Linked DNA regions of Mus musculus: regions 1, 2, 3, 5 and 6 are each linked to region 4. The links are chromatin contacts, called in public Hi-C, HiCAR-type, HiChIP or PLAC-seq, Micro-C and promoter capture Hi-C maps. All regions are on one chromosome and are shown on one strand. Each heading gives the region's core, a stretch centred on a gene start, on an enhancer-like site or on the middle of the called end of the contact. The rest is flanking DNA. Distances are from core to core; before and after follow the strand shown.

Evidence for each region. A called contact is a pair of places that touch in the nucleus more often than the background predicts. HiCAR-type assays count read pairs that join an accessible place to other places. HiChIP or PLAC-seq counts read pairs in DNA pulled down with a chosen protein or histone mark. Capture Hi-C pulls out chosen DNA fragments and counts their contacts.
Region 1: a contact with region 4 is called in a promoter capture Hi-C map of liver, with 6 times the contacts expected there. The contact joins the promoter of Rsu1 here to the promoter of Fbh1 in region 4. A contact is called at or near these places in 8 of 39 promoter capture datasets (the 3T3-L1 cell line, cranial neural crest, hippocampal neurons and 5 more), 3 of 484 Hi-C or Micro-C datasets (CD4 T cells, the N1E-115 cell line and uterus), 3 of 115 datasets of contacts at active chromatin or transcription factors (astrocytes, differentiating embryonic stem cells and stem cell-derived neural progenitor cells) and 2 of 9 other capture datasets (adipose tissue and liver).
Region 2: a contact with region 4 is called in a HiCAR-type map of astrocytes, with 4 times the contacts expected there. The contact joins the promoter of Trdmt1 here to the promoter of Fbh1 in region 4. A contact is called at or near these places in 5 of 39 promoter capture datasets (cranial neural crest, hippocampal neurons, liver and 1 more), 2 of 115 datasets of contacts at active chromatin or transcription factors (astrocytes and large pre-B cells) and 1 of 9 other capture datasets (liver).
Region 3: a Hi-C map of CD8 T cells shows a contact between it and region 4, with 5 times the contacts expected there. The contact joins the promoter of Atp5c1 here to the promoter of Fbh1 in region 4. A contact is called at or near these places in 8 of 39 promoter capture datasets (embryonic stem cells, erythroid cells, hippocampal neurons and 3 more), 4 of 484 Hi-C or Micro-C datasets (CD4 T cells and CD8 T cells), 2 of 115 datasets of contacts at active chromatin or transcription factors (astrocytes and microglia) and 1 of 9 other capture datasets (adipose tissue).
Region 5: a contact with region 4 is called in an RNA polymerase II HiChIP or PLAC-seq map of embryonic stem cells, with 7 read pairs. The contact joins the promoter of Taf3 here to the promoter of Fbh1 in region 4. A contact is called at or near these places in 4 of 39 promoter capture datasets (hippocampal neurons, liver and pre-B cells), 1 of 484 Hi-C or Micro-C datasets (CD4 T cells), 2 of 115 datasets of contacts at active chromatin or transcription factors (astrocytes and embryonic stem cells) and 1 of 9 other capture datasets (adipose tissue).
Region 6: a contact with region 4 is called in a Micro-C map of embryonic stem cells, with 5 times the contacts expected there. The contact joins the promoter of Pter here to the promoter of Fbh1 in region 4. A contact is called at or near these places in 1 of 484 Hi-C or Micro-C datasets (embryonic stem cells) and 1 of 115 datasets of contacts at active chromatin or transcription factors (astrocytes).

What each region holds. Positions count from the first base shown.
Region 1 is chr2:13,268,695-13,273,231 of GRCm38.p6, forward strand. Rsu1 (Ras suppressor protein 1) reads right to left here and starts at 2,721. Exons shown (of 9, transcript NM_009105.4): 1 at 2,506-2,721; 2 at 2,217-2,328. The coding sequence starts at 2,325. Gm13270 (a long non-coding RNA gene) reads left to right here and starts at 2,883. Exons shown (of 3, transcript XR_865976.2): 1 at 2,883-3,018.
Region 2 is chr2:13,542,452-13,547,259 of GRCm38.p6, forward strand. It overlaps Trdmt1 (tRNA aspartic acid methyltransferase 1), which reads right to left and starts at 2,213. Exons shown (of 11, transcript NM_010067.4): 1 at 2,118-2,213. The coding sequence starts at 2,181.
Region 3 is chr2:10,078,402-10,083,305 of GRCm38.p6, forward strand. It overlaps Atp5c1 (ATP synthase, H+ transporting, mitochondrial F1 complex, gamma polypeptide 1), which reads right to left and starts at 2,109. Exons shown (of 10, transcript NM_020615.4): 1 at 1,947-2,109. The coding sequence starts at 2,002. It overlaps Kin (Kin17 DNA and RNA binding protein), which reads left to right and starts at 2,211. Exons shown (of 5, transcript NM_025280.2): 1 at 2,211-2,343. The coding sequence starts at 2,230.
Region 4 is chr2:11,774,503-11,779,400 of GRCm38.p6, forward strand. Fbh1 (F-box DNA helicase 1) reads right to left here and starts at 3,083. Exons shown (of 21, transcript NM_015792.2): 1 at 2,930-3,083. The coding sequence starts at 2,930. It overlaps Ankrd16 (ankyrin repeat domain 16), which reads left to right and starts at 3,251. Exons shown (of 7, transcript NM_177268.4): 1 at 3,251-4,400. The coding sequence starts at 4,087.
Region 5 is chr2:10,047,227-10,051,570 of GRCm38.p6, forward strand. Taf3 (TATA-box binding protein associated factor 3) reads right to left here and starts at 1,383. Exons shown (of 7, transcript NM_027748.3): 1 at 1,009-1,383. The coding sequence starts at 1,174.
Region 6 is chr2:12,921,044-12,925,857 of GRCm38.p6, forward strand. It overlaps Pter (phosphotriesterase related), which reads left to right and starts at 2,998. Exons shown (of 6, transcript NM_001305437.1): 1 at 2,998-3,155.

The DNA.
Region 1 (4,537 bases), core at 1,471-3,970, 1.5 Mb after region 4:
TCCAGGTTCTTAGGAGTCCTGACAGCAAGGACTCAATACACCCAGCCCTTCCTTAAGCCAACACCAGCAGAGGGAGTGAGATTTTTAAACTTCCGCTGATCTTTCCAAGAAATACCAATGTTGTCTCTTGGTTTCTGGTTTGAGCAACTACAGAAATGACCTTGCTTTTTATCCCCCAGTATTAGACCAGAAGCAGTTTTTTTTCCCCTTCAGGAAGCAAGTGGCTATCTTTTCCCCTGTAGTAAGAGCCAAGGCTTCAAAGAGATAATGGAGCTGAACTGAAATAGCAGAGCTACTCTTGTCATTTGTTAATATTACATGGGTCTTCATCTTCCAGAATGATACAAATGGCTCAGACCACTGTGGGCTCAGGCTTCAGCCCATAGGGAGGCATGCAGCAGGCAGAGAACTAGGTGCTGTTCAGGGCGCAGATGCACCTGGTCCCCTGCTCTCTGTTTAGCCTCTTCTTCCTTTACAGCAGTGGAAACCGAAATAAAGCCAAAGCAATGGGAGTGTCTAGATCCTCGGCAGACACTTCAGTGTCAAAAATCACCACAAACCCATTCTTACTGCAAGAGACCAACACATGTCACCCAAACCAAGAAGTTATCAAGATGCTAAGGGTATGTCAAAGCAGGACTCTTCATGATAGCTAGATGTCTGCAGTCCACTTTGGCCTTAATGTGTCAACATCCATCCCAGCCTGTACTCCAAGAACAGACAAGAGTCTTCATGCCTAGGAAGCTATCCACTGACTTTAAGGTCTCTGTACAGCTCCCCTCTGGTTGATGTTCTAACATCCTACTCTGACTCCTATCAACATTTAGAGTGCCGACTGTGTTCCAGACACTATTCTCAAGAACACAAGCATGGCATTGCATATTCTCTTGGTATTCGAATGAGGAAGAGAGTCTACTGGATTAAAAATAAATTAATTGGACTGGAGAAATGGCTCAGCGGTTAGGATCACTGGCTGGTCTTCCAGAAGTCCTGAGTTCAATTCCCAGCAACCACATGGTGGCTCACAACCATCTGTAATGGAAGCCCTCTTGTGGTGTCTCTGAGGAGAGCAACCGTGTACTCACATATGAAATAAATAAATCTTTTTTAAAAAATTAATTAATTAAAGGCTATGCAATCTGTGCCTTGTAGAAAGGTGGGTTCACACAGGAAGATAGAAAGAGAACGTTTTTCATAGGCTATGATGTCTGAGCTGACTCTTGGCAGTTAAGTTAAGGGACGTCAGGTGGAAAGGCATATAGATAAGGAGACAACAGACTTGCAAGTCAGGAAGATCTGGCTGCTCAGGGTCACTCAGTGGAGCTTATTCAACATCGCTTGGAATGAATGCATGGAAGGGATCGGTTTATGATCAGAATCAGACCTTGTATGTCCCGCTGAGGAATGTGGGGGTACCACTCTCAACAGTTAAGCTCTCAGAGGATCCAAATGAAGTCACAGGAACCTACAGAAGCGTGGTGACTTACTTAAAAAGTGTTTTCAAAGACCAGAATTAGTTTGCAGAATTTAAAGATCATGAAAAAGTGGACACTAGAATTCTCAACACAAAATCTGGCGATAGTGATGCAGCATTTACACATGGGGATAACCGTCTCCATGTGGAGAAGAGGAGATGCCCATGAGAAGGGCACAGGCAATGGAGTTTATGACCATTCCCACTTGTACTGAGTTCCCTGTCTGGTTTTACAGATGAGAAAAAAACAATAAAGTAAGAGTCATATAAGTTCACAGCTGAAAGCAACACCCTGATTAAACGGGTGCTGAGCTTGGATCACAAGATTGAGCAATGCCTGAACACAAATGGGAGAATGACCCAGGAATACGTAATGAAGGAAAATGTTGAAAATACTACTGGCACAAGAATTCTTACTATGCATGTAATTTTTGAGTACCACCAGCTCATGATTCATAGAGTAAAACGTGACTTCCAAATTACAAACAAAAATGGCTACTTGGGACACTACATGGAAGATGGACTTCAAAGCTATGAAGCTCCCTCACCCGCTGAGAAGGAACTGCAGCACACCTCGTGTGACGTTCTCATCTGGTTCACCAGTCCCAGCAGAACTAACTGTGGTTTGCAAGCTCCTGACAAGTGACCAAGTGACGAGCAAAGGTGGAATGGCAGGCTTCCGAAACTCGCCTCCCAAGAGAGCAGTTACTTACAAACTTAGCAACTGTCCAAGAGAACTTACACAAGCCGTTGACATCCAACATACTGGAGATACCCCTGTCACTCATGTCCACTTCCGGCTGGTTCTTCTCCCTGCTCTCCTCCACCAGCTTCTTCAGTGACTTGGACATGTTCTGTAGCAAAGGACAACAAAGCACGTGGATGATGGCAAAAATGGGAGCCTGGGGGTTGTGGGGCAGGTTAAGGCAGGAAAGGAGCAGAGGCCCAGGCTGAATTCTCCAGGGCTGCCTAGGGGAGAATGGGTATCACCATGGAGTCCTTAATGGAGGACTTGGACCCCGCACACTCACCGCAGCGAGCAACACCTGGTGGGTGTGATTAGGGACCTGCAAGGGAAACTCGGGTGGAGAGCGATGAACTGGATCAGCCGAAAACAGGATCCCGCAGCAGGAACACACCCTGTCCCAGCGATCGCGCAGGCGCACACAAAATCCGGCCAACCCCACGCCCCTCCCGGCCTGACACTTCCCAAATTAGGAGAACTGTTTCCCAGCTGTGGCTCCAGGCGAGGCTCTGCCCACTGAAGAAAGTGGACCCCGAGGCGGACCAATCGTACACGTTTTAGTCTCAGAGACTCCGCCCTACGCTGAGGAACGCCCATCTTCTTGAGTTTGGAACTTGAATTGGACTCAGCAAGTGCATGTGATCTAGATTCTGCGCATGCTCAGTAAGCTAGCTGAAGGACAAAGTTCTGTGGGCGGAAGCAGGGGATTCTAAGCTGGTCGCTGGTACCGAGGTAGACTCTTAGAATGCAGCTTGTGTTGAGGGATTTGGAGTTCCGTCCTGAGAAATCCACAAGTCAGGTACTCTCTTTTGTCCTGCGTCTTTCGTTGCCGGTCCCCTCCCACGGAGAGTTGTTACCGTGAGTCCCTCGTGTGCCCCTGGCTGTCGCAGACCTGGTGGAGGTATGAGGTCTGGATTATGGTAAAGATTCTGAAGACAAAGATTCCGCCCGAAACTTATGTCCTCAGCTGGTAACTCACAGGTTTCTGTATCTAACTGTTTTGCTCCGTTCCTTTTGGTCTTGGGAACTGGAATCTATCTCCCTTAGGGTTAGATGCTAACAGTAAACCACGACTATGTCAGAAGTCTGAGTTGGTGTTTACACCCATGAACCGTGAAATCTTGGCTCTTAGAACTCTCCCACTTTCTTCAAATAGAATGGATGGATAGATAGATAGATAGATAGATAGATAGATAGATAGATAAACTTTCTGCTGACCCTCTGGGTTCTACCTCCTAATGACTAGATCTTGATGACCCAGTAAAAAACTTAATCTTAGTGACAATTTCACACTATTAAATAGGAAATCATTCCAGAATTATTCCTCTGGCATTAGGTACATGACAGATAAGCAGTCAGACAGACGTGCAGAAGTTTAGACACACATATATAAGCAATGAGCCAAGCAGGTACTAGAAAAAGATTCGGCACTTTGAATTTGAAAGCAGAAATTTCTCCTTAAACACACTTCAGATGAAACGATGATACTTGCAATGCAGGCAACTTGCATTGTCCAGGCCTCATCACTTTTTTTTTTTTTTTTTTTTTTGGTTTTTCGAGACAGGGTTTCTCTGTATAGTCCTGGCTGTCCTGGAACTCACTCTGTAGACCAGGCTGGCCTCGAACTCAGAAATCCGCCTGCTTCTGCCTCCCAAGTGCTGGGATTAAAGGCATGTGCCACCACGCCCGGCTTGCCTCATCACTTCTTAAGCTAGACATTTGCTGAGAGCACTGATCTAGCACAGTCTCATACAAGCTGTGGATGCAGTTTCAGTTTCTGTGAGCCCTCTAAGCCCAAAGCATCAATATTTATTAGTGCTTTTTGAAAGGTTACTGATAGTTTTTCTCTGGCTGTTTCTGATGGAGATAGTTTTACTATATAAGTTTAAAGCATCATTTAGGGCTGGTGTAACAAAACGCCATAATTCTGAAGGCTGGAAGCCCAAAGTCAAATGCAGGAAGATTTGATGTCTTCTACCCCTACCCTGCCCCCTTAGCCTGGAGACTGCCGCCTTTCTTTGCACCCTCACATTACTTTCCCTCACCCCAGTTCAGTTCATCCTCCACGCAGCTATGATGACCACAGCAGATCTCTTGCATCATGACCTTCCCTTCTTCCTCTAATGGATATTTCTTTTTCTCAGCAGCTCTAAAGACAATAAGTTTAACCTTACCTCTGTTTGCTAAGTCAGTTTGTTTCAACAGTCTACTTTTGTTGGCTCCTCAGGCAAGAGTCTTTTTTGGTAATTGATCTTAGTTAACATTTCATGTTCAAGCCTGAAGACCTTGGCTGATTTTTCTGCATGATTTGTGTTGTT
Region 2 (4,808 bases), core at 963-3,462, 1.8 Mb after region 4:
CTTACTTTATGTATATGAGTACACTATTACTGTTTTCAGACACACCAGAAGAGGGCATCAGATGCCATTACAGATGGTTGTGAGCCACCATGTGGTTGCTGGGAATTGAACTCAGGACTCTGGAAGAGCAGCCAGTGCTCCTTACAGCTGAGCCATCTCTGCACTCTCAGAGTTTGCCCATTCTTAAGCATATACCCAAGAGAATACAAAGCAAGAATCCAAACAGATACTTATAGGCCAATATTCAGAGAGAGATTATTCACAATAGCAAGCAGGTTGAAAATCTTTATCTAGTAACAATGAATAAATAGACAATACTGTTATCTATACAGCAATATATTATTCAGCCATAAAAAGGAATGAGGCATTGACACATTCTACAGCACAGATGAACTTTGTAAACATTGTGTAAATTGTTAAGCTAGACATCAAAGAACAGATTATTCTACTTATGAGGTACCTAGAAGAGATAAGACCAAAGTAGAATAGAGGCTTTAATATCTTCAGGAAGAGAGGCGCTAAAATATTTTTAAGTGGGTGCAATGCTTCTGTCTGTGATGATGAAAATGTTTGAAAACTAATAATGTTTACAATTGTATGACTTCGTAAGCACACTTGCTGTTGATTAACTGTACACTGAAACACAAAATGACACATTTTATAGTGTGTATATATGTGTATACACACATTTACAACAATAAAATATTCCATTGCAAATATTATCTAGAAGTGGACAAATTAGCAGCCAATATTCTTACTACTGCTCTTCATCTAAGTTAGTGAATGGGACCAATGGTAGTAACGAAGTGTGGCTAAGAGATCTGCTAGACAGATCTAGGTTAGGCTTCTGGCTCTACCACCAAGCTAGCTTATTACAGACTCAGAACAGGTCCTGACATGTAGATGCCCTTAATAAAAGGTAAAGCCAGCTGTCACTGTTATTAATCTTTATTAGCTGCATAAATAAAGAAAAACACCAGGATGTACTACTTCCTTACAGATAAATTTAAAACCAAAGTTTATCTAACATACAAACACTAAAAAAGATTAATAATTAAATATTAATTGTTATTAATTAATATGATTAAGACCTCTTCTATAAGCAAACCTCAAACCGAAGATGTAGGGAGCTTTCGGTAACCAGAAAGTTACTTTGGATAACAGGGAAAGTATTTCTTAACAGGTCATATATTAACTAACATAAGGCAGGTTAAAAAAAAAAAAAAAGCTATCGTAGAAAAGTTTGAATTTGCAATCTCTGAGAGGCAACAGAAGCAAAAGTAAAAGTAAAGGCTAGAACTTAGGGACTTTCAAGAGTGAAGGAATACAAAAATCTTGCTCCACTTAGCTTCTTGTTACTCTAGTTAATAAAAAGAGAAGCAAAGTTTCCTTTTTGCATTTGTCTTAGTCTTAGCAACTTCAGGACAGACGTGCTTGCACATGTGCACAGACACACACACACACACACAAACACGCGCCCGCACACCCACTGTCACTTCATATCCCAAGTGCCTAAAATACAGTACTGGTCAATGGAGTTCACCAAGTAAATATTTCTGAGTTATCACAAAAGTGGGTAGAGACCAAAGAAATTACGAAGCTTCCAAACCTAAGTGACAGCAAACTAATTTCTAAGCTGCTACAGTGTGTCAAGCACATTACTGTTTTTAATTCTCCCCCTTCACACTAATACTTGTACATTTCTATCTTGAACTGCAGTTATCCCCCTGCTCCAACCCACCCCCGCCCGCTTTCGTGACTTCCTCCAAGCCCAGTGACAGCCAGTCTAGAATTTGGATCTTGGCTTTGGGCAAAGGGCTCGCCCTTGCCTTAACTTTGTCTGAAGCAACTTAGGTTCATTTGGCTGCACACGAATGCAGCCTCACAAACAGTACCATGGGGAGCCGGCCTGCTTAGGCTCCAAGGATTGGGGCCAGAGTAGGGGAGTCTCAGCCTGGAGGGGCGGACCAGGGAGGCTCACTAAAGTGGTTTCCAGGGCAACCGAGGTCGACCGCACCAGGTCCCGCCCCACCGCCCCGCCGCCCCGCCCCTCCGCGGCGCGAGAGCCGGAACCTGCGGCCCCAAGTGAATCCAAGAGAAGCTGTCTGTCCGCTCACCTCGCAGCGCGTGGTGCATGCCACCAATGCCACTGTACAGCTCCAGGACACGCAGAGGTTCCATCCTCTCGCAACCGCGACCGCGGCCTGGAAACTAGGCCTACCGGTTCTCTGCGTCTCTTACTCCCCCATGTCCGCTCCGTTCCCTTCGCTTCTGGTTCCGCGGCTTTTCAGTTCCCCCAACCCCCTGTTCCTCTAGCTGCAGATTAAGATCACAGTTTGGAGCCCGGGGGCTAGCAGGGCTAGGAAGGGGACAAAGGACAGACAAACTATTAATAAGGCCTCCCAAGTGAGAGACTGCCGCTCCTTAGCCTGATTTGTGCTTTTTCCTCCTTGTTTTGTGTTTTCTGAGGCCTTGAGTAGAGAGCTGAAACCACCCTTGGCTTTGAAGTAAATTACTGATTAGAACACAGTCTTTTTGTTTGTTTGGTTTTGGTTTTTTTGTTTGTTTGTTTTTAACTGCAGGTTCCTTTTGTTCTTTTAAAGTCTGACCTGATCAAGCAATTCTTTGAGGAATCTTGGGCACATATCTATATGCTCTCTGGTGTGCCTGTGCGAGAGTAAGAAGTTAAGTCCTACCAGGCTCTTTCCTAAAGAAAGCTCCAGAATTACAAGTACTTAAAGCCGATCCCTCTGAGCCCATTCATAATAGGGAGGATGCCTGCTATAAATGAAAATAGGACTCATCCTATTTACCCCGACACATGCTGTTTCTTTTTATTGAAAACAGATTTTCTTCTTCACATAATATATCCTGATTGCAATTCCTCCTCCTTTACTGAAGTACCCCTAGCTCCTCCCCACCCCATCAAGATCCACCCAGTTTCTGTCTCTCATTAGAAAACAAATGGGCTTCTATAACAATGAAATAAAACAAGACAACAAAAACTAACACATCGGTATTGAGCAAAGCAAACGGGGGGGGGGGGGCGGGGGGGGGCGACGGGAGACAAGAAAAGGCCCAAGAAATGGAAAACCCATTTGCACACTCATAAAAACACTTAACTGGAAACCATAATAATAAATGCAAAGAGCAGTAGGGTAAAAAGAGAGAAGAAAATATATAAATAAAATAAAATAAAATAAAATAAAATAAAATAAAATAAAATAAAACATAAGTTAAAAATTGAAGGAGGAGGAGCCCTGGCACAACATTATAAGACAAAGACTCTCCAATGATGCTATTGAGTTCATTTCCTGTTGGCCATCAACTGCTGGGCCCACGGCCTACTCTTAAGAGTAGTTTGTTTCCCCAGTGAGATTCCCTTGGAGGAAAACAAATCTTCATTTGCAGGAGGTTATCAACCAGATATTGTTCTGAATTAGGGATGGGATGTGCCCAGTTCTCCTTGCAGCTCTAGGGCCCCACACGGTGCAGGCCTGTGCATGCTGCCTCAGTCTTTTTGAGTTCAATATGTGTTGATCACATTGATTTAAAGGGCCTTCGTTTCTTGGTTGTCCTCCATTCCCTCTGGCTCTTACACTCTTCCCATCTCCTCCTCCATGGGGTTCCCTGAGCCCTTAGGGAAGGGATTTGATGGAGACATACCATTTATGACTGAGCATTCCAGTGCTCTCTACAGAATGTCTGGCTCTGTGTCGCTGTTTTTATTCCCATCTGCTACAGGTGAAAGCTTTCTCTGAGGATGACTGAACAAGTCACTGACTCTCAAACTCTCAAACAACCCAAGCTGTTGCTAAAACTATAAGTTGCTCTCCACAAACCAACAGCAAGTCCGAATTGCTGAAGACAATACCTGCACAACTCATTGAACATGAAGAAGTTAAGTTGGTTCCTACATAAAGCCTCAGCATGCTAACCTCTTTGGTCTAGGAAGTTACTCTGCATGCTAGCTACCAAAGGAGAAATGTAAACACCATCCTAGTCACAGACCCTTTGATATACACTGCTGTTCTCTCTGAAAGTTATGTTAGTACAATGGTGGCCTAAACCCTGTGAAAATAGCCAACCAATATCAATTGGACTTAAGGCCCAATTTTTTAAAGGCCAATATACATTGTCCTTTATGTTTTCTGCACTCGTTAGTCACTTATTTTGGTAAGAAAGGATGTTGTATGGTAGAAGGACGGTTCAAAACTAGAATTTAGCCTTTAGTAACTGGTTGTGTGACTTTGAGATAACCTGTTTTCCTCGTCATGAAGAGGAAGAGGGAAGAAATGGTTACTGAGTGTTTCGCAGTCCCAACAAACCATCCTTGGGTTAGTATTTGATAGAGTAGTCTCTGATTTAGCCCCACATTCGAACTGAAACGTCTAGACAGAAAACTTTATATATATATATTATTAGATATTTTCTATACATTTCAAATGCTATCCCAAAAGTTCCCTATACCCTCCCTCCGCCCTGCTCCCCTACCCACCCACTCCTGATTCTTGGCCCTGGCATTTCCCTGTACTGGGGCATATAAAGTTTGCAATACCAAGGGGCCTCTCTTCCCAGTGATGGCCGACTAGGCCATCTTCTGCTACATATGCAGCTAGAGATACAAGCTCTGGGGGTACTGTTTAGTTCATGTTATTGTTCCACCTATAGGGTTGCAGACCCCTTCAGCTCCTTGGGTGCTTTCTCTAGCTTCTCCATTGGGGACGCTGTGTTCCATCTTATAGATGACTGTTATCATCCACTTCTGTATTTGCCAGGCACTGGCATAGCCTCATTCAAGACAGCTA
Region 3 (4,904 bases), core at 859-3,358, 1.7 Mb before region 4:
CTTCAATTGCATGTCCAGGGAGCTAGAGCCAGACTCAGGATGGCAAGAGTGAACCTCTCGAGCCTTTAGGGCTAATTTACTTTAATGAACTCCACTCTGAGAAGCTACTGCACCATGTCCCGACTCATCCTCTGGAGGCTGGTACAGAAACCTGCCCTACCCACCATGCTGATGGAGAAGCAAGTGGACTGTGAGAAAGTATCAGCATCTTCTTTGATCATACAGTGTTATTTGAAGACTTCAAGTCGGTAGAGGAAGGAGTTAGACTTGATGCCTATGAACGAATCAGCAGTCTGGAAGGAATGCTGGGAGTGTGTGATGCTACATAGTGTAGAGTTAAGGAAAACACCCAACTAGCTAACTAGTGAACACCTAACCAGCTAATACCTAGCTAACTCTCAAGAAAACATTGGAAGCGTATCAAATTCTGACAGTGGCCTCACTACACTTGACAAAAGAATAGTCTTTTCACACATTGTATACACAAACACGGGAGACAGCTGATGTTTGCTGAGGACCACTGGATGCCAACAAAGACCCTTCACATCTTATCACCTAAGAAGTGCCAACTGGTGCAGGGCAGGCACTCCACAAATATCTACTGGCTGAAGGAGACACAACTGAGAATGCAACTGTTATTGACCTCCATATAAGTAACTCAAGCTGACTTCCAAGGTTAATCTAACAACATCTGAACGAACACACACACACACACACACACACACACACACACACATTCTCTGGAACTCCTTTTGCAGACTAGGCTGGCCCAGAACTCAGACACCCACCTGCCTCTGCATCCTGAGTTGCTGAGATCAAAGGTGTGCACCACCAACATTCTTCCAATACATAGTTCATATCTATCGTATTTAATTGCCTCACTACTTTGGAGTCTTAGCATATTGCTACAAATTCTTTGCTTAATGAAAGAACTATTTCAACTAGTTCTTGGCAGTTCTCTAACCTAGGTTACAAAACCCTAGTTCAGTGCTGGAGCGCCTTAATAATCCTCTGTACCATAAAAACAAGGAACCACTAAAACACTGTCCACAGTTAACAATCTCCTTAGCACCAGTTCTTCTAGCAGTCTAGCTTCAAAGTAGTTCATGTTATTATACAACGTCACCCATAAGTCACGTTTTACCTGACCTTCCCTGGGCATTCTAATATACAACTATTTTATTTTGCACAGAGGATTAGTATTTAAAGTCGCCCAACCTTATGGTATCCCTTTATCAAATGGAGGCTAACAAATGTAACTGTATTAAGGCCTCCTCCTCCTACCGAGGGACCTTGGGACAGTTTTATGACCTTGCAGAGATTGTACTTCAACACGAGGGCATGATGACAATGGCAATGTCTTTCTCTTCCTCATCGGCAGATTTTTTTAAACCCCTTTAGCACCAAGGCGACCAGCAGGTTCAGGCGGGGGCTGATTTTGAGTTCCTTCGTTTCTCCAGTACCCAGCAAAGAGTCGGATGGCTACACAGTGAATGCCTTACCAAAGAGCTCAAGCAAGCCATCACACCTTAAAGGGTCACGCTGCTCCCCCGTGCAGTGTTTCACAGGGCTTCAAAGCCAAAAGTTACAACCAAACGTTCCCCGGTCGCCCCTTCACCTTCAGGGCCTTTCTAAAGACTTTGCAAGCTGTGCTCCCGGGTACGGAGCGGAAGTACGGAGTTGATCGAAACCCAGATGGCTCCAAAGCTCAACCCGAATCCCGTCCGGGTCCCGAGGTCCCGGATGGCCGTTCCAGTCTCAGGGGATCAGACCGTGACCTTGTTCTCTTTGACCCCTACCAGGGGTCCGGCACGCAACCTTCCAGCTCTGCAGACATCCCCGCGGCCTGAGCTGGGGCCTTCTTCCGCCAGGAGTGAGCATGCAGCTCCATCCCTCCTGCCTCGCAGCAAGCCCGAGCCCCCGCATCCCTCCCGATGTGGTCCTACCATTGCGGCTGCACGGCGCAGGCCGACAGCCCGACAACGCTCGCCCGCGAGAACATGGTGGAGCCTTGAAGGTCGGGCAGACGGGACTCAGTGCGCGTGCGCGGGAGCTCAGGCGCCCCGGCCCGCTCCGCCTGCGTCCTCGGTCTCGCTAAATCTCGTGAGCGCCGAAGCCGCGAGTTCCCTGGCCCCACCCATTTCCTGCTGTCAATTTCGGTCCCGCCTGTCCCCGCGCTGAGCCAGTTCCGCTTCCGACCGCTTTGTAGTTGTAGCGCTCAGGGTCGCCATGGGCAAGTCGGATTTTCTGAGCCCCAAGGCCATCGCCAATAGAATTAAGTCCAAAGGGCTCCAGAAGCTTCGCTGGTACTGCCAGATGTGCCAAAAGCAATGCCGCGACGAGGTAAGTGACTCAGGCTGGCCGCGACCCCTCCCTCGGCTTGGAGCCCTCTCCGGCGCAGTCTTCCCCAGCTCGGCGCGAAGCCCTCCAGCTCCACGAGAAGTGGTCGCAGACAAGCACTCACTGATCGCTTACAATCGCTAGGCTGAGCACTGAGGTTTTACATTTAGACTTCCCTGGTGGGGTCGGTCGGTCAAGACGAGGAACTCAAGTTGCTCCGCTTAATAGTGACATGGGCTTGGCCACTACTGGTAAAGTAGAGGTAATAGTTGTACCCACCGGCAAGATTGTCGCCGAGTTTTTTCATGGAGAGAAGAACTCTCCATGACATAAATGCTTCATTCCCGACTTGCTACTGCTATCCTATAGTTTCAGTATGTGGGTTCCCAAAGGTACAGGCGTGCAGTCCATCGCACCTAGGAGTGACCGCTAAGTGTTTTTCCATATTTGCTTACATCATATAGTAAATTATATAAATATATGAATATCAGTATACCTTCACCCTTGAAGACTTAATTGTGTAATCAACATAACAAGTAATCGTATTATCTTTTCAATTAATGCCAAAATGCCACCAATATAACAGAACTAATAAAAATTCTTGTACATTATCTGATACATATTTTTGTTTTAGAGACAGTATCTCAGTATGTAACTTTGGCTGGTCTGGACCTCACCAGGCTGGCCAAAAAACGAGATAGACCTGCCTCTGCTTCCCAAGTGCTGGTTGATATCAGAGATATACACCACCCTACTTTATATTAATACTTTCTTGGTAGTCTTGTGGTGGCGATGGGGACCAGAGAGGTTGTTTATTAAGCAGTGCTACAAGTTTTGTTTAATGTCTTATGTATGCCTGGCAAATGCTCTACCACTGAGCCCTCATGCACTGCGTCATATTTCTGTTATCTTATTTTGGTGTATGTGTTTATGCATGTGTGCATGCTGCACCAAACAGATACATCCATACGGAGATCAAAGGGCCACATGTAAATGGTTATTTCCTTCCAGCTTGAGGGTCCTGGGATTGAAGTCATGTTGTCACATCTGGCACCAAGCGCCTTTAGCCACTGAGCCATCTTACTGACCTTATGCCACCTTCTTAGTAAGTCATCACAGACTGAACCCAGTCCCACTGCCACTGACTGGATTGCAAAACTCTGTGCATGTTATTGTTTTTCTAAGACAGGGTTTCTCTGTGTGGCCCTGGCTGTCCTGGAACTTGCTCAGTGAACCAGGCCCAGGCTGGTTTTGAACTCATAGATATCTGTCTCTGCCTTTTTAGTGCTGGGACTAAAGGTGTGCAACGCCATTGTCCAGCTTCAAAACTCTGACTTACTTACACTCATTTCTTTCTTATTTATTGTTTCTTTTGTTTTTTGCGATAGGGTTTCTCAGTGTAGCCCTGGCTGTCATGGAACTCTCTCTGTAGACCAGGCTGGCCTCGACCTTCCAAATGCTGGGATTAATGGTGTGCTCCATCACCACTCAGCTCAGTTCTTTTTTTTTTTTTAAATATTTGTTTATTTATTATATGTAAGTACACTGTAGCTGTCTTCAGACACTCCAGAAGAGGGCGTCAGATCTCATTACAGATGGTTGTGAGCCACCATGTGGTTGCTGGGACTTGAACTCAGGACCTTAGCAAGAGCAGTCGATGCTCTTAACCGCTGAGCCATCTCACCAGCCTCAGCTCAGTTCTTAACCTTTTAGTTATCCATGGACCATCTACAATTTTTGCCTAATTTGTGCACTGCCTGAAAGAAATGATCAAGTTTTACTTTAAAAGAAATTTGGTATCAAAGACCAGTATTGCTTTTCATAAATTAAAATATGGATCAAAATGAAACCAAAATATTATTCAATTCTAGAAACCTAATGGATTGGAAGGGGTGGAGGGGATATCATGGCTCTGGCCTTCCTTCCTGTCAGTTTTCCCAGTATTTCAAGATGGGGACAGAAAAGGGAACATGTAAGAGCCACGCCCTCCTTCCCTTGAGTAGGGAAGGCAGGGAATGTACCTGAGGCCAGCCAGCCAGAATCAGCATCCCTACCAAGAAAACACAATAAACAGACCTGCTCATGTGTCCTCTTCTCATGAGAACTTATGTTCAGAAGAACATTTGAGGATGGTGGAATGGGTGACAGATGTGGTGGCACACACCTGAAATCACTGCACTTCACAGACAGAGACAGGAAGTCTCAAGTTTCAGACCTGACGCTGCAGTTTAAGGCTTATGCCCCCATGTCCACCTCATTACTTCCTGGTTTAAAAAGTGTTTTTCAACTATTTTCCCCCTCTTGCTAGTTTCCTTCTAACTCCCAGGACAGAGTCCTTTTTCAATATTGCTTTGTAACCTTTAACATTTTTTTGGTTTTTTGGTTTTTTTTTTTGTTTGTTTGTTTGTTTGGTTTTTTTTGAGACAGGGTTTCTCTAAGTAGCCCTGGCTGTCCTGGAACTCACTCTGTAGACCAGGCTGGGCTCGAACTCAGAAATCCGCCTGCCTCTGCCTCCCGAGTGCTGGGATTAAAGGCGTGCACCACCACGCCCGACAACCTTTAAC
Region 4 (4,898 bases), core at 1,833-4,332:
TGTCATTTCTCAGAATCTGTCCTGTTTCTCTAACTGGGCCCCAGGGCTTACCCGATTCAGCTGCACTCGCTGGCTTGCGCTGGCAAGCTCAGGTAGCCGCCTTGCCTCCCAGTGCTGACATTACAAGGCTCGCATTCTCATGCGGGTGTTTTATGTGGTGCTAACTAAGGATCCTCATGCTTGACTGGCAAGCACTTGACCAATTGAGCCACCTTCCCTGCCCAGCAGCCCCAGTCTCTTGCGGTCACCTCATGCCCTAAAACACCGACTACTTCTGTAAGTACAGCCCCCATTTATTACTGCAAGAAAAGATGGGCTGAACGGCTCATTCTGTGTTCCTCAGACAGAATGACAGAAAACAAACAAACAAACAAACGAGAAATCACTACTTACTGTCCACAATATATCTTCATATATCTGATAACCATTTTCTATTATTTATTCACTCATTCCTCAACCTCTTCATTTTTCTCCATTTCCCAGATTTACTATGAACTCCATGAGGGCTTTCCTTATGGTATCCCTGTTGCTAATGCTATTTTAGACATTGGAGAGCATACAAAAATAAGTAAGCCTGACCATAAGGCAGCTACCAAAACAAACACAAATTGCTAAACACACAGCAATCCAAGCACTACATAAATATACACATAAGGGCCTACGGTAGTAAATATAATTAGGACTGTTACAAGAATCTCCATAAAGGGATGGGCCTTAAGTGATGAATGGGATTCAGTTAGGCACAAGAAAACAATATGAATGAAAAACAAAGGAATGGCACAATGTGTGACAGAAACGTTTCCTTTCTTCAGAACAAAACGCTAACTGACAGGCTGGAAAATGAATTTGGATCCAGAGACTACAACGGTCCTCTTACATACTGCTAAAGACACTGTCCTTTACTCATTGCATAGGCAATTCAGAGTAACGTGCTGTTTTTAAAAGCAAGGCCATTACACAGCCAAGGGTAGCTAGGCATGGAGATTGTCAGCAAAATAAGTCAGAAAGTCATGGTACCAGCTGGGCAAGAGTTGGAGAAGGCCGGAGAACAGAAGTTGGGTAGCAAGGACAGGTGAGTATCAACAAGGTGTGAAGACCAAGAGGAAAATGGAGGACAACTGACTCTGCTTGTGTAACATTAAGGGAGCTGATTTTAGCTATGTTAAAAAGCAAAGGAAGAAATGGCTGCTCTAATAATTTTTCATACACTGAAAGGCCTAAAGTTTCCATTTTAAAAATAATTTTCAGGGTTTCTTCTTGTGGTTTGGTTGTTGTTTTGATTGGTGGTTGGTCTGCTTTGTTTTGCTGAAGTAGGGTCTTAGGCCAACTAAATGCTAGGCTGATCAACTGTGTGCCATCATGTCCAGATTATTTTAAGAGGTTCTGTAGAACACCCAGTTAAAGCTCCCTCGAGTTCTATGAAACATCAAAAGTCTTCAAAGAGCATGCGAATAACTATTGACAATGTAAGAGCTGGCTTTGGTGATAATTTCTACAAGTTTTGTCAAAACCAGAACAGCAAAGAAAAAATCTAAATTTTTCTAAACTAAAGTCAGCCTGGGGGAACAGAGAAATATAAGATGGGCGTGTGTGTGTGTGTGTGTGTGTGTGTATGCGACAGTAACACATTTGAAATTAGAATTCAAATACTTTTATGTATTCATAAACCAGGAAACATGTTAAAGGACTGATCCCTTGATCCCTCAACGACATCTAAGTACCAAAGATCCATGAAACACAGCAAAAGTCAGATCGAATATCCCAATTCCATTGACAGTTAGTTACAAGGGAATTGAAGGCCTCCAAAGACCTTCACTGAAGAAATGGGCAGCTCAACCAGACAGAGAGAGAAGTACTAGCCCTACTCATAAACTTAAAGCATAAATACCCACCGCTCTCCAGAAAAATCACCAGGGCTATGGAGGCAGATTCACCAAAAATATCTAGTTTCCCAAAGGAAAACACAGAGCAAAGGAAATTCATAGAGCAGAGGAGAGGCAGAATCTAATTTAGAATACCAATTAAATAACCAATTTCATCTTTTTATAAACCAGGATTCTCGGTTTTGTTTAAAGGACCAGAAACTTAAGAGAGATAAGGCAAGACCACGTGAAATCATTTGTAAGGAAGGAGTAGGCAGCCCAGACTAGCCTCGAACCTCGAACTCAAGGTCCTCTTGCTTCAGTCTCCCAAACGTTGAGATTTAAAACCATGCAAAGTAGCAAAAAGTTTGAAACTATCAGATGCCTCAACTTTCCAATACGTGGCAAAAATCACTAACTTCATTTGGCCTTGACGTCCTTCCTCGTCTCTAAAACCTGAATGCTACCTATGGGCTGTTTATGGAATAGACAATGTCAGGCGCTTAGTGAACCAGAATGTACTGCCAAATGCAAAGAAATTGTTTTAAACCTGGCAGGAGCGACTTCCATTTTACTTCCCAAACGGAAACACCATTAGGTTAAATGTCTAGTTCCTCGAAAGGAAGCCAACAAAGCGGGCTCGGGTCTCAAAGAACCCTCCAAAAGCCCCCCAGGCCTTCTCGCGTCCCCTTAACCACCATCACCTGTTCAGGTGAGGGGGTGGGAGACTACCAAGGCGAACACCAACGTCAGGAGCTGCATACAATGACTCGCCCAAGGTCAAAAACATTACAGTGGAGACAAGCCAGGCTTGCCAGCGGCAGAGGATCTGTCTTCTCAGGTGCTGCCCCTTCCGGAGCCTCAGGGAGCGGCCAAGGGATGCGGGTCTGCAGAGAGCATCCGACCTCCTTCTGCAGGCCCACTCCTGACCACCGCGGGCGCGGCCAGCTCCTACGCCCACCCTCAGCTAGGGCCCCACCCCCGAGGCCAAGACCCCTGCGCGGGAGACCCCACAATAGGAAGTTTTCCCGGCTCGCACCCCACGCCAAGTCCACGGTCTCACGCACTATGGCGGCCCGGCCCAGGACCCCGGCGGCGACACCACCCAGGCGATGCCGCCGGACATTCAGCCTTTCCCCGACCAGCAAGCCCCTCCTTCGGCCCAGACAGCGAGCACAGACGACTGCAGACTTCCTCCGCGAGCTCCGCCTCTTCGCTGCCAAGACGCACCCTCCCACCGGAGACGACGGACAGGCCCGTGAACCAATCGAAGCACTCCGAACTGGAAGGGTCACGCGGACGGACAGACTCTGGAACCAATCCGTACGCGAAGCGGGAGGGGGCGTGGCTCAGTGTCTTGAGAGCCACGCCCCGTCTGTGCTTTCGCCACCGCGGAGGAGGCGAAGGAAACTTTCCCAGAGTTCCTTAGAGCTCCCTGGGTCCCCGCGGGGGCCCAGGAGACAGCAGCGGGCGGGGAGGGGGCTGGGGTCGGCTGCGGATTGGGTGAGGATCGGGCGGAGCACAAGGACACCGTTCCAGCTCTGAGAGGCCCCAGAAACCCTTGCTGTTGTGAGCCTGGTCAGCCGAAGGATGCGGCTGTCAGTCCGGCAGACATCCTCAGGCCAGGGGTGGGCCAGCTAGGTTCCAGGGTGGTGGGCAGCGTGCTCTCGACTGCCTGTGCAGCTACCACCGGAGCAGCCCAGCAAACATTCCCAGAAGCTGTCCGGTGGAGAGCAGACCACATCTGGGATGCGAGGCCAGAAGTCCCGCGTGCAGGACTTCGCGGTACACTGGCACCCTCCATTCTGATAGGTCTTCCGTTCCCAGTTCACTCGGGTGCAAGGGACAGCTCCAGGATGTCAGGTGCACACAGCCTTACCCCAAGCCCTGGGAGCCCGAGGCCCCACCCTGACGAGTACGCGTGTGTGATGCGCGGTAACCAGAATGACCTACGAGTGTGCATGTTGTCGCCTGAGGGGACACCATTCTACATTTGGAGACTGTGACTTCCAAACCAGGGCAAGAAGCATTAAAGACGCTAGCGGAGAGAATCTGGCTGGGGGCGGGCAGGGGGCGGTGCCGAGAGTCGGGGAAAAGGGTCACGTGGAGGAAGCGGAAGCGGAAGCGCCAGCCTTCTCTCACCTCCCAACCTATCATAGCACAGATCTGCTCTAAGACTGAACCTGGGTCTTCCTCCTACTTTTGTCCATCCTGGTCCAGGGCGATGGCTCTGCCTGGGGATCCGCGGCGCCTCTGCAGGCTGGTGCAAGAGGGCCGACTGCGTGACCTTCAGGAGGAACTGGCGGTAGCTAGAGGTTGCCGGGGGCCAGCCGGAGACACCCTTCTCCACTGTGCAGCACGCCACGGACGCCAGGATATCCTAGCGTACCTAGTGGAGGCTTGGAGTATGGACATCGAGGCTACCAACCGAGACTACAAGCGGCCTCTGCACGAAGCTGCCTCTATGGGCCACCGGGACTGCGTGCGCTACCTCCTGGGCCGAGGTGCAGTCGTGGACTCCTTGAAGAAGGCGGACTGGTAGGTGCCCAACCCACGGTCCAGAAAAGCTATATCGACACTCCCTGAAGAATCGCAGATTTTCATGTATTTTTCAGTGTGTTCGTTAGATTTATAACTTTTCTCAGCTTCTAATCTTCTCCCCGACCTCCCTTTCGTGTGGGTTTGGTTCTTTAGTTAGGGCAATCGTTTCCCGTCGAAAGAGTATGGAAATGTAATCAAGTGGAGTGAAACGGTTGAATTGTACTACTCGTGTGCCCAAGATGCGTTTTTCTGGAGACATCTTGCTAAAATTCCTGTTCACGATTACATAGTTTAATTTGCATGGCCACAGTGGATAAGTAGAGTTGATGAAATTCAGTTCGCCATGCACCGAATATTGAGTTCTTAGGCAGTTTTGTCACCTCTAGCCTTACAGAGCCACCAGCAGGGATGTTGGTGATACTCTCCCACCACTGAAAACAATTTCATTTCTTCCTAGATTGGCATCTTTTTTAGTTTCATGTCTAATTCCTAAGA
Region 5 (4,344 bases), core at 133-2,632, 1.7 Mb before region 4:
AGTTCCTCCCGTGGGGCTGGCTTCTAGTTGTGGGGACATCCCATAAGTAGTTTCAAGAGGGAAACTGGGTATTACTTGGCCACCAGGATTCAGCCCTAGTTTCAACTGCAGTCCTCCATGTGGGACCGTCCCCACTCTCCTAGAACACACCTGAAAGGGCTGGAGCCCTGAAGAGGGGCAACACGGAGGACTGTGCTATCTTTACTCACTCCCAAAACATACACAGGAGCCTTTAATCTCATTAAAGAGACATGAACCAGAAAAAAAAAAGTTAATACATACTGCGACACTGAGTACCCGGAAAACCTCCCAAATTACCGAGTGATGCTTCCCATCACACTTAGATCAACACTAACAGAAGAGCATAGAGGAAGGACGCCGTGCGTAACTGAGATGCTTATTGAAAGGTATTCAGCGAAATCGACAAAACCTGCCTTGAAAAGTAGTAGGCGAAGTCTGTGAAACGAACAGATAGAGAGGGGAGAAAAAAAAAAAAAAAAGGCAGCGACCCTGACTGAGCGGAGCTGTCAACGAGTCTATTTGGGAGCTCAGGAATGGCCAGCCTTGTAAGAAACGGCCGGTAGACGGAGCGCCTGTGACAACTAGTTGTAGTAGTTTGCGAGCAAGGGAGGCAAAAGACCAAGGTGAGCGAGGTGGAGAGCATTCTGGGGGTGGCTCTGGCCGCAGCCGACCCGAGACAATGAGAGAGACCGAAGCACTGGTCCAGGAGCAGCATCGGTGAGAGGGTGTGTGGCTGCGAGCCGGGACCCCGCTTCCCTGCCGGTGGCGGGAAGTTAGCGGATGAGGAAGAGGCACCTAAGGGATGACTGGAGTTCGCAGGAGACGGTGGAAGCCCCCCAGACGGTCGGAGTCTGAGAGGATCCCCATGTCGAAGCCGGCTTCGGAACGCCACCCCTGCAGGGGATGCCCAAAGGGGTCCGGAGGGGCAAAGGTGTCACTCGTGACCGGCTTGGGGCAGCCCTCCCGCAACCCAGCCCCAGTACTCACAGAGTTCAGAGTACCGATGGCAGCCCCGGCCCAGCTGCTGCAGATAGCGCTGCAGGACGTCGGTGAGGAGGTGGCAGGCGCTGAGCTGCACCGAGTCCCAGCCCAGCGCCTGGCAGATCTGCGCCACCGAGACCCTCAACAACGACCTAGAGTAACTCTCGCACATCCCGCTGCGTGGACGCCACCGCAGCCCTTCGCTGCCACTGCTCTCCAGCCCTGCCGCCTCGCCTCAGCAGAGCCCCCGATTCATTCTCTGGGGGCCCCGCGGCGGGGAAATCGTCCCCCCTCCGACCCGGAGCGACCACCTCAAAGCCTCAGCAGCACGGAGCGCGCCAGCCTGAGAGCCGCCATTTTGGACTCGCTCCGCCTCCCGCTGGACGGCCGCCGGGGCGAGGCAGTACGAGCAGAAGGCCGAGAGATAGGCGGCCCAGGCTCCGCCCAGTGGGAGGAGAGCGATCGTCTCGGGATCGACTCTAGAGCCTGGACGCCGGCCGGAAGCCGAGTGACTGGGCGCAGGTGGAGTCTGCGCCTCCCTGACAACAGGTGCCGGTGTCTTTCTCTCCCCGCTGATGGAAAAGTAAGAGGTGACCCTCGGTGTGTTCAGGGGCAAACCAGGGAGGCAGTGGAATGTTAAGGACTTAACATCGATAATGTTGATAGAGATTCAAGTGTGAAACTAGAGAATTGGGAATATAAGCTACTCCGCAGAACGCGGATTCGATTGTTTTCCTTTACTTAAATCTAAAAAAGTAAAAACGAAATTAAAAGATGAAAGATAGTATTCAGAATGAAATAGTGGCCACTTGGGAGGTTTGAGTGAAATCCAAGATGTTCACTCAGGAGGCTGAGGCAATCATAAGCTAGAGGCCAACTAGAGTCACCGAAAAACCGAAAAAGACTCCGGCTCTAAAAAAAACAATCAGAGCTAATAAACTCATGTTGTTCATTGTGTCGTTCAATGCTCTTCATAATATGGCTGGTTTTAAGGAAAAATGCCTACGTGTTCAATTAGTGGGAACTGCCCCCCTCTTCCCCAGTAGTGAGCAAGATATTATTTTAGTGCAGTTTATAGCTAGTTCTAGTTTGCGTCTTACTAGTCACAATACGTAGTCTATCCAAGACGTGGAGAATGCAGTTCCCTACAGAGGTCGAATACTCTGTAAATCCTTGAGACTGGTTTTGTCCAGAGAATGCTTGCTTGCCTTTCCCAGGGCTTCTTCCAGCCCTAGTTGCATTTTGCCTGACGGTAACAGAAACTGTGATGAGATGATAAATAGGTTTGGTTGAAATAGTGGGTTGTCCCGTCCGTCCATCCCGTCGTCCGCCCCCGCCCGCCCCCCCCCCCCCGTGAGTCTCAATCTTGTTATGTTGCAACATCTGCCCTTAGACTTTTGGGACTGAAGTGAGCCTCCACAGTAACTGGCACTTTGGGCAACTGCTGGTAGACCCTGATTAATAATCCCAGTGCTGGGCAGGCAGAGGGAGGCAGATACCTGAGTTCAAGGCCAGCCTGGTCTACAGAGCTAGTTACAGAACAGGAAAAAAAGTTTCAAATTAAAGCCAAACCAATCCCAGTGACTACTGAGTTAAACCAAACCTACTTCGGCTATATTTAACTACTCCATTTCTTAGTTGTGCCTGCCATATCTACCATTGACTATTCAGTATATAAGTTTATGTGCCCTCTCCAATAAATTGTTTCTAGGCAGCTGTGATGGCTAGTCTCAGTTGTCAACTTTAGTACATCTGGAATCAACTAAACCCCAAATGACTGGGCACACTTGCGAGAGATTTCTTTTCTTAATTAAATCTCTTGTAGTGGAAAGACACACTTCTAGTCTGGGTCTTTGACGTGGGACTATCCATCTTTAATCTGGCCCACATCTTCTGCTGGCAGCTTATATAAAACACATAAAAGAAGGAAGCTTGCTTTCTCTTCGCCTGCTTGCCTTCACTCCAGCTCACAAGTGCATTCTGTCACGGGAAGTAGAGGCTACTTCTTTGGGATTCCAGAGTATACTGAAGATCAGCTGAGACATCTAGCCTCTTGGACTAAACAACTTCTGAATTCTTGGACCTTGTTTGTAGGCAGCCATTGTTGGGTTAACTGGACCATAGCCTATAAGTCATTGTAATAAATCCCCTTCTTAAAGTCTTGAGAGCCCAATAAATCTGAAACCATGTTAGTTTTGACAAATGGCAGTCTGGAGAGAAGCATCGACACTCAGTCCATTGGGAGTTCTGTGCCCAAGTGTCAGGAGCCTGTTTGATGCAAAATCACAAGGATACTTTTCATCTCGTCTCGGGCCTTAATTGAACATTTTTAATTTTTTTGTTGTTTTTTTCCAGACAGTGTTTCTGTGGAGCTCTGGCTGTCCTAGAACTCTAGAGCAGGCAGGCCTCAAACTCAAATATCTGCCTCCTTCTGCCTCCCAAGTTCTGAGACTAAAGGTGTGTGTCACTGTGCCTAGCTCATTTTTAGAACTGTTTCATAACATTGAACATTTCCTTAATTTGAAACTCATACCTTGGATTCCCTTCCCCTACTACCTCTTTATTTGCCTGAGTGTAGTGGAAAAAATTCAAAACTACAGAAAAGCTGAAACAAACAAGATTCATGGATTATTAACATTTTGCCACATTTACTATATATGGAAATATTTTAATTAACTTATACTCACCTTTTCCAAGAACAGCTTGAAAATAAGCTGCAAACCTCATGCCACTTAAGTCTGAAAAGCTGAGCATTTATCCTCCGAAACCAGCACCGTTCCCTGTGTAACCATATGTATGACCATATGGCCACGACTCTGGTTTCCCAGGAAGCTAAGTGTGGGATGGAGGGAACTCTACAGCAGGTTTATCTGGGAGCACTCTTGGGACACCAAATGTGGGAGGGAAGGAGTGGGAGCCAGGCAGATACACTGTCAAGGAAGGCCTCAGCCAATCTCAGGGTGCTTGCTGAAACTCTTGGACCTTTAACATTGCCAAATTCATAGGTGATTTGTGTAGACTTTGCAGGAAAGGGTGTGTGAACTTAGGCCAATGTACTGTTTACAGCTGAGTCAGTTCCATGGAAGGCTTAAGTCCTTGAGAGCTGAGGAGCTCGGTACTATCCTATTAATATTCAGCATACGTCTTCTGTTTCTCCTTTGCTCTCTTTCTTGGTGTAAATCTGAAGAACAGCTCTTTCAGAGGTGGTGGGGGTTCTCCTCTGAGAACATCATTAAAAAGGAAAACCAGGAACTGTTACCACTCTCCCTACTGCGGATGGGCCCCGTGTCTATTTCCAGTGGCTTGCTCAGACCTTGTGTGTAAGGGAGGGCTCTGAGTCCT
Region 6 (4,814 bases), core at 1,748-4,247, 1.1 Mb after region 4:
GATTTAAAAACCTTTGGTTCCTTAATGATGTGAGTTTTTAAACTTCAGTATTTCATCATGGGCATTGTTACCCCAGGATTCAAACATATGTCCAAGGGAAGTTTCCCCAGAAAGAAAGACTAAACACTGAAGAGGAGCCCAAGCTGATGTTAGGTTACCATTGAGAGTTAAACAGCACAGCATTTCACGGCTGTTATTCTTGTTTCATTATATACAAAGCTAATAGATTCTGAGGTCAGCAAAAGGGTTTGGTTTTTTTTTTTTTATTTTATATTTTTAAACAGATGCAGGATATCTGCTGTGACATAGCATATTCTACATGTGACAGGGAAGTTGTGCCCACCCATAAAATGTCAACAGCGTGGCTGCCTAAACAAGGCTCAATAATGACAATACCAAGTGACATGCCCACATGAGTGTGAGAAATCTCACATGGTCTTACTCATAGATGAAGTGTTAAAATGAATGACTATTGAGAGAGGAAGAACCAATCTTTTCCAGGAAAGAGCTCCCAAACAACTGGTGCAACCCAAGTGGTCTACACACATATAACATATGAGTGTAACATATAACATATGAGTGAAACTAAGCTAACTCAGCAGATTATACTTATAATGTATGTGGATATATGAAAATAATCATCAAAAATTCAGAAGCCGTGTATTTGAGAAGGAAATGAGAGTAGTACATGGGAGAAGTTGTAGGGAGAACAAGACAGGGGAAATAATGCCAATATAATACTTATATATGAAATCACAGTAAATAAATATCTTATTATTTTTATATATATGTGTGTCTGTGTATGGGTCTGTACGTGTCAGTAAAGGTGCCTAAGGAAGTCAGAGAATGATGTTGGAGCCTCTGGAACTGGAGTTACATGAAGCTGTGAGATGCCCAGCCTGGGTTCTGGAAACTGAACTGGGGTCCTCTATAAGAGTAAGAGATGAGCATCTCTCCAGCCACTATTTAATTTATTTTTAAACTTCGACGTTATTCGTTATTCAACTTGCAGCAGCATACAAATAACATACAATATACATCAAGACAACAATATACAGTTAGACCCAACATGCTAGAGTGTTTCACAGTTGTCTATGGTCGCACTTTACTGAGGGGAGGGGTGTTTAAATATAAATAAATGGTTTACATATTAATTTGCGATTTCATGATTCCCTTAATGATAATGAAAGCTTATGGTCATTCTCCTTTCCTGCGATCTTTTTAAGGTGTAAAATGCCACAGAAGAAAGAGTCCGCATGTGAAATCTGAATGCTGCTCGGTGGGTTTAATGTGGGCGGTAGAGAACTTTATCATTTCCCTAAAGGAAAAAAACTGAAGTCCGTTTTTAACATGAACCTTGTGCATAATTTCATCCCTGGGAGAGTGGACTGCTAAAATACAGAACATAATAAGTAATGGACTCTTAGGCCTCTCCGTAACAACCATTGCCAGGCACACTTTTATACGGCTTCATGGTTACCGTGTGAGCAATGAACAGTGGTAGCCAGCCCTGAAATCACGCCAGAAGCCTCCCTCGACCCATCTATTCATTATATCATCCCAGTGTGAGCCCCACTCATGGGAACAATATTCAAGTCTCCCAGGACGCAAAGGCAAGACTTACTCATGGGAGGGCATTCTGCTCTTCCTAACTTCCACATTTATTCTCCCCCTCTCTTAGTTTGAGACCCTATGTTTATTCTAGGATTTACCTAGCTAAATTTTTCTCAATATCTGCCCCTTACTAACCCCCTTATCAAGGGCTTCTCCTACTGTAGCATTGCTTAAAAAGAGAAGTAATCGAGGAAAGAAAGAGAAGGGAACTGTGTAACTTTCCTTCTTTCTTTCCTTCTGACTTAAATAAAAGTATTTTCTGCCTTCCAATCAAAGCTCCCTAAGAAGATATGGTACCATGGTTGATATAAACTAAACTGCAGTTTAGTCCTGGCCTAGAACTTGAAGAGCCTTCTCTAAGTCTGTTTCCTTGTCTGTAATCAGAGAAAAACTGCCTGCAGACTGGCTTCGCAGATAAAGGTGATTTGCCCATCTGAATTCCATCCCAGAACCCATATAGTGAAAGAAATTCCGAGGAAAACCGTTTTCACCTACACACAATACAATGTAACAACCTTTAAACAAGTAAAACTCTATTTTTAAACGTTAAGCAGAAACAGGTTGGTTTCCAAGTGTAACAGAACTGCCTTCATAAGCCATTGATTCTTAGCTCTAAACCTGTCTTCCTTAGAAATGACTGCTCTAAGTTCTTCCTCTTCCTCGGATTTCAGATTAAAATGAAATGGGAGTTCAATGCAGACAGGTAAGACTTTGTATGGTGACAGCGGCTCCTAAGACCATGATTTGCAGACTAGTGCATATTGACTGAGCTTGGTTCAGTGATGCCAAGTAGTAGGGCTGCTTCATGTGGTCTAGTACAGCACTCAAGTTTTAAATGCAGCAAGCAGGTCCAGGAAAACGAAAAAAAAAAACCAAAACAAAACAATCAACAAAAGAGAGAAAGCCAGAATTCCCTGTGTTAATCATAGGGATACAAAACGCAGCATGACATCAAATTGGCAGTGCTTGTCTTGGAGGACACAGGAAAAAAAAATTACTCAAGGAGTCTGTAATTGAGACCTGGGCAAAATCCAGTAGCTTACTTTCTCCTTGGGGATTTCACATCAGCTGAGCCAAAGAGAAATGGGATAATTAGGATGTAGACTGGGTGGGCTCTTAACTCAGCCTCTGAGAGCAGTTTAGCTGCAAACTTCAGGCTTGCTCCTGAGTAGGGCCTCCAGCTGGTGGGAGTTCAGCCTGGACTTAAAATCCTCCCTGTCAGAGCAGAAACCTAATGGGCGGGGTTTCAGAGCTGGCGCGGGCTCACAGGGAGTGGTTTTAAATCTGAGTGGGAGTGACTTAGGGTCAGTGGGCGGGGAAAAGGCTAGTGGACATGCAAAGTGGGAGGATCGGAGGGAGGGGACGGCGGCAGGGTGAGGCGATGATGCGGTGGGGGTGGGGGTGGAAGAGAGAGACAACTTCCCAAAGGGAGGGGAAGCCGACCTAGCTCAAGTCAAGTTCCCAGGGGGAGAAGGCGGCGCACAGCGCGGAATGAAGGAAGCCCCGGAGCTGGTTAAGTAGCTGTGGACCTGGTAGGAAAGGTGAGGACTTAGGCCTGGAACTCAGGGCTTGTCCTGCAAGCAGCCACGTGGAGCGGCACCCTGGGAAAGGGGAAGCGGCCCTGCCACCTTTCTCTGGAGGTCCCGGAGTTGCAAAGACCATGGGGCCTGGCTTCAGGAGCCTTGGAGAACTGACTTGGGCTCAGAGGGCGCTGACCTTCCCCCAACCTCAGGTCTCCCAAAGTCTGATTTGAAAGCTCGAGGCCCTGAGCAGGTCCCGTGCTGTACTTGCTCGGTTCTGTCTGACTGCTGAACTCTAGGGACCTGTTGCAGTAGCTTTGCTCTCCCTACATGGGCTGAAATGGAAGGTGGAGGCATCTGTTCCCTGCTCCGGTTTCTTTAACAAACTTCAACAGCAGAATCCACTTTCTCCTGGATTGTTTACCTTCTTGTAGCTGTATTGCAACACTTAAATGTGACTCCTTAGATATCTGAGCAAAGTTTATACGCCCTGATTCTGAGTGGTGGCTGTAAAGATGCCTTAGATATAGTGATACCTGCCAGGGCAGACATCTTCAAATCTCCTCCGACATGGAGTGACTAACAAGCGTTTACTTTTTGTACTCAAGGATACTGCTTTCGTTGCGACAAAGAAAGAATGAGTGGTCCCGGGGACTAGACAACCACTTGGACCATTCCATTTTAGTTTACATAGACAGAAGGGATGGATGGATGTCCAACAGTATCCTTGAGGCCTGGTGCCATTCTATAAATAATGAATTCACGCCAAAAAAAAAAAAAAAAGAAAGAAAAGAAAAAGGAAAGGGAAGAAGAGAGGAGACAAGGAGGGAGAGGGGGAAAGAGAGAGAGAAAGAGAGAGAATCGCAGTGCGCACCGAAAAGAAAAAGATCAGACTATTTCTGACTATCAATCAGTCAGATGACAATTTTCAAAAGGATAATTTGAACACCAGATTCTGCTAGTGTGTCTTTATGAAATTATGATTTTATTTATGGAGGCTGGATGTTACTTTAAAATTATCAAAGTAACTGAAACATAGTATATGTAGTTTTGGAGTCAAAGAGGAAACAGATTTTATTTCTGTTCCTGGTTCCTGAATCCTAGGGATGTCCAAGTACTTATTTTTTGAAATTTACCTAAACTCTAAAGTCTAATTAATTACACAGCCTTGCCAGATAGCTTCATGGTATGGATGAGCAAAATCCTATACAGAATGTTCAAGCAATACAGCTGGAAGGTGTTAGGAGGAGTGGTTTTTGTTTTGTTTTGTTTTGTTTTTCCTGACTCCAAAGCCTGTCCTCTTATCTCTTAGACTATCTCCACCTTGAATATTATTGGCAGGTCCTCCCTCCAATGTATATATCATGAATTGGGCTACAATATAAGAATCATCTCTGGCTTGGTACACCAATGCCAGCTACTCAGGAGGCTAAGGAGGGAGAATTTCAAGTCCCAAGCCAGATTGGGCTACAGAGTAAGACCCTGTGCTGTACTGGCCTAGCATGCATAAAGCCCAGTGTGCAACCCCAACAATAAAAGAATAAAATAATCTTATTTTAAAGAGAAAGGAAATGGCTGCTGATTGGAAGAACTTGGACCTATGAGGCCTCTCTCTGGTTCCAGTTCTGTAGTCACAGAGCTCTGTACACATTGCTTATCTTTCCTAGGTACATAGACGTT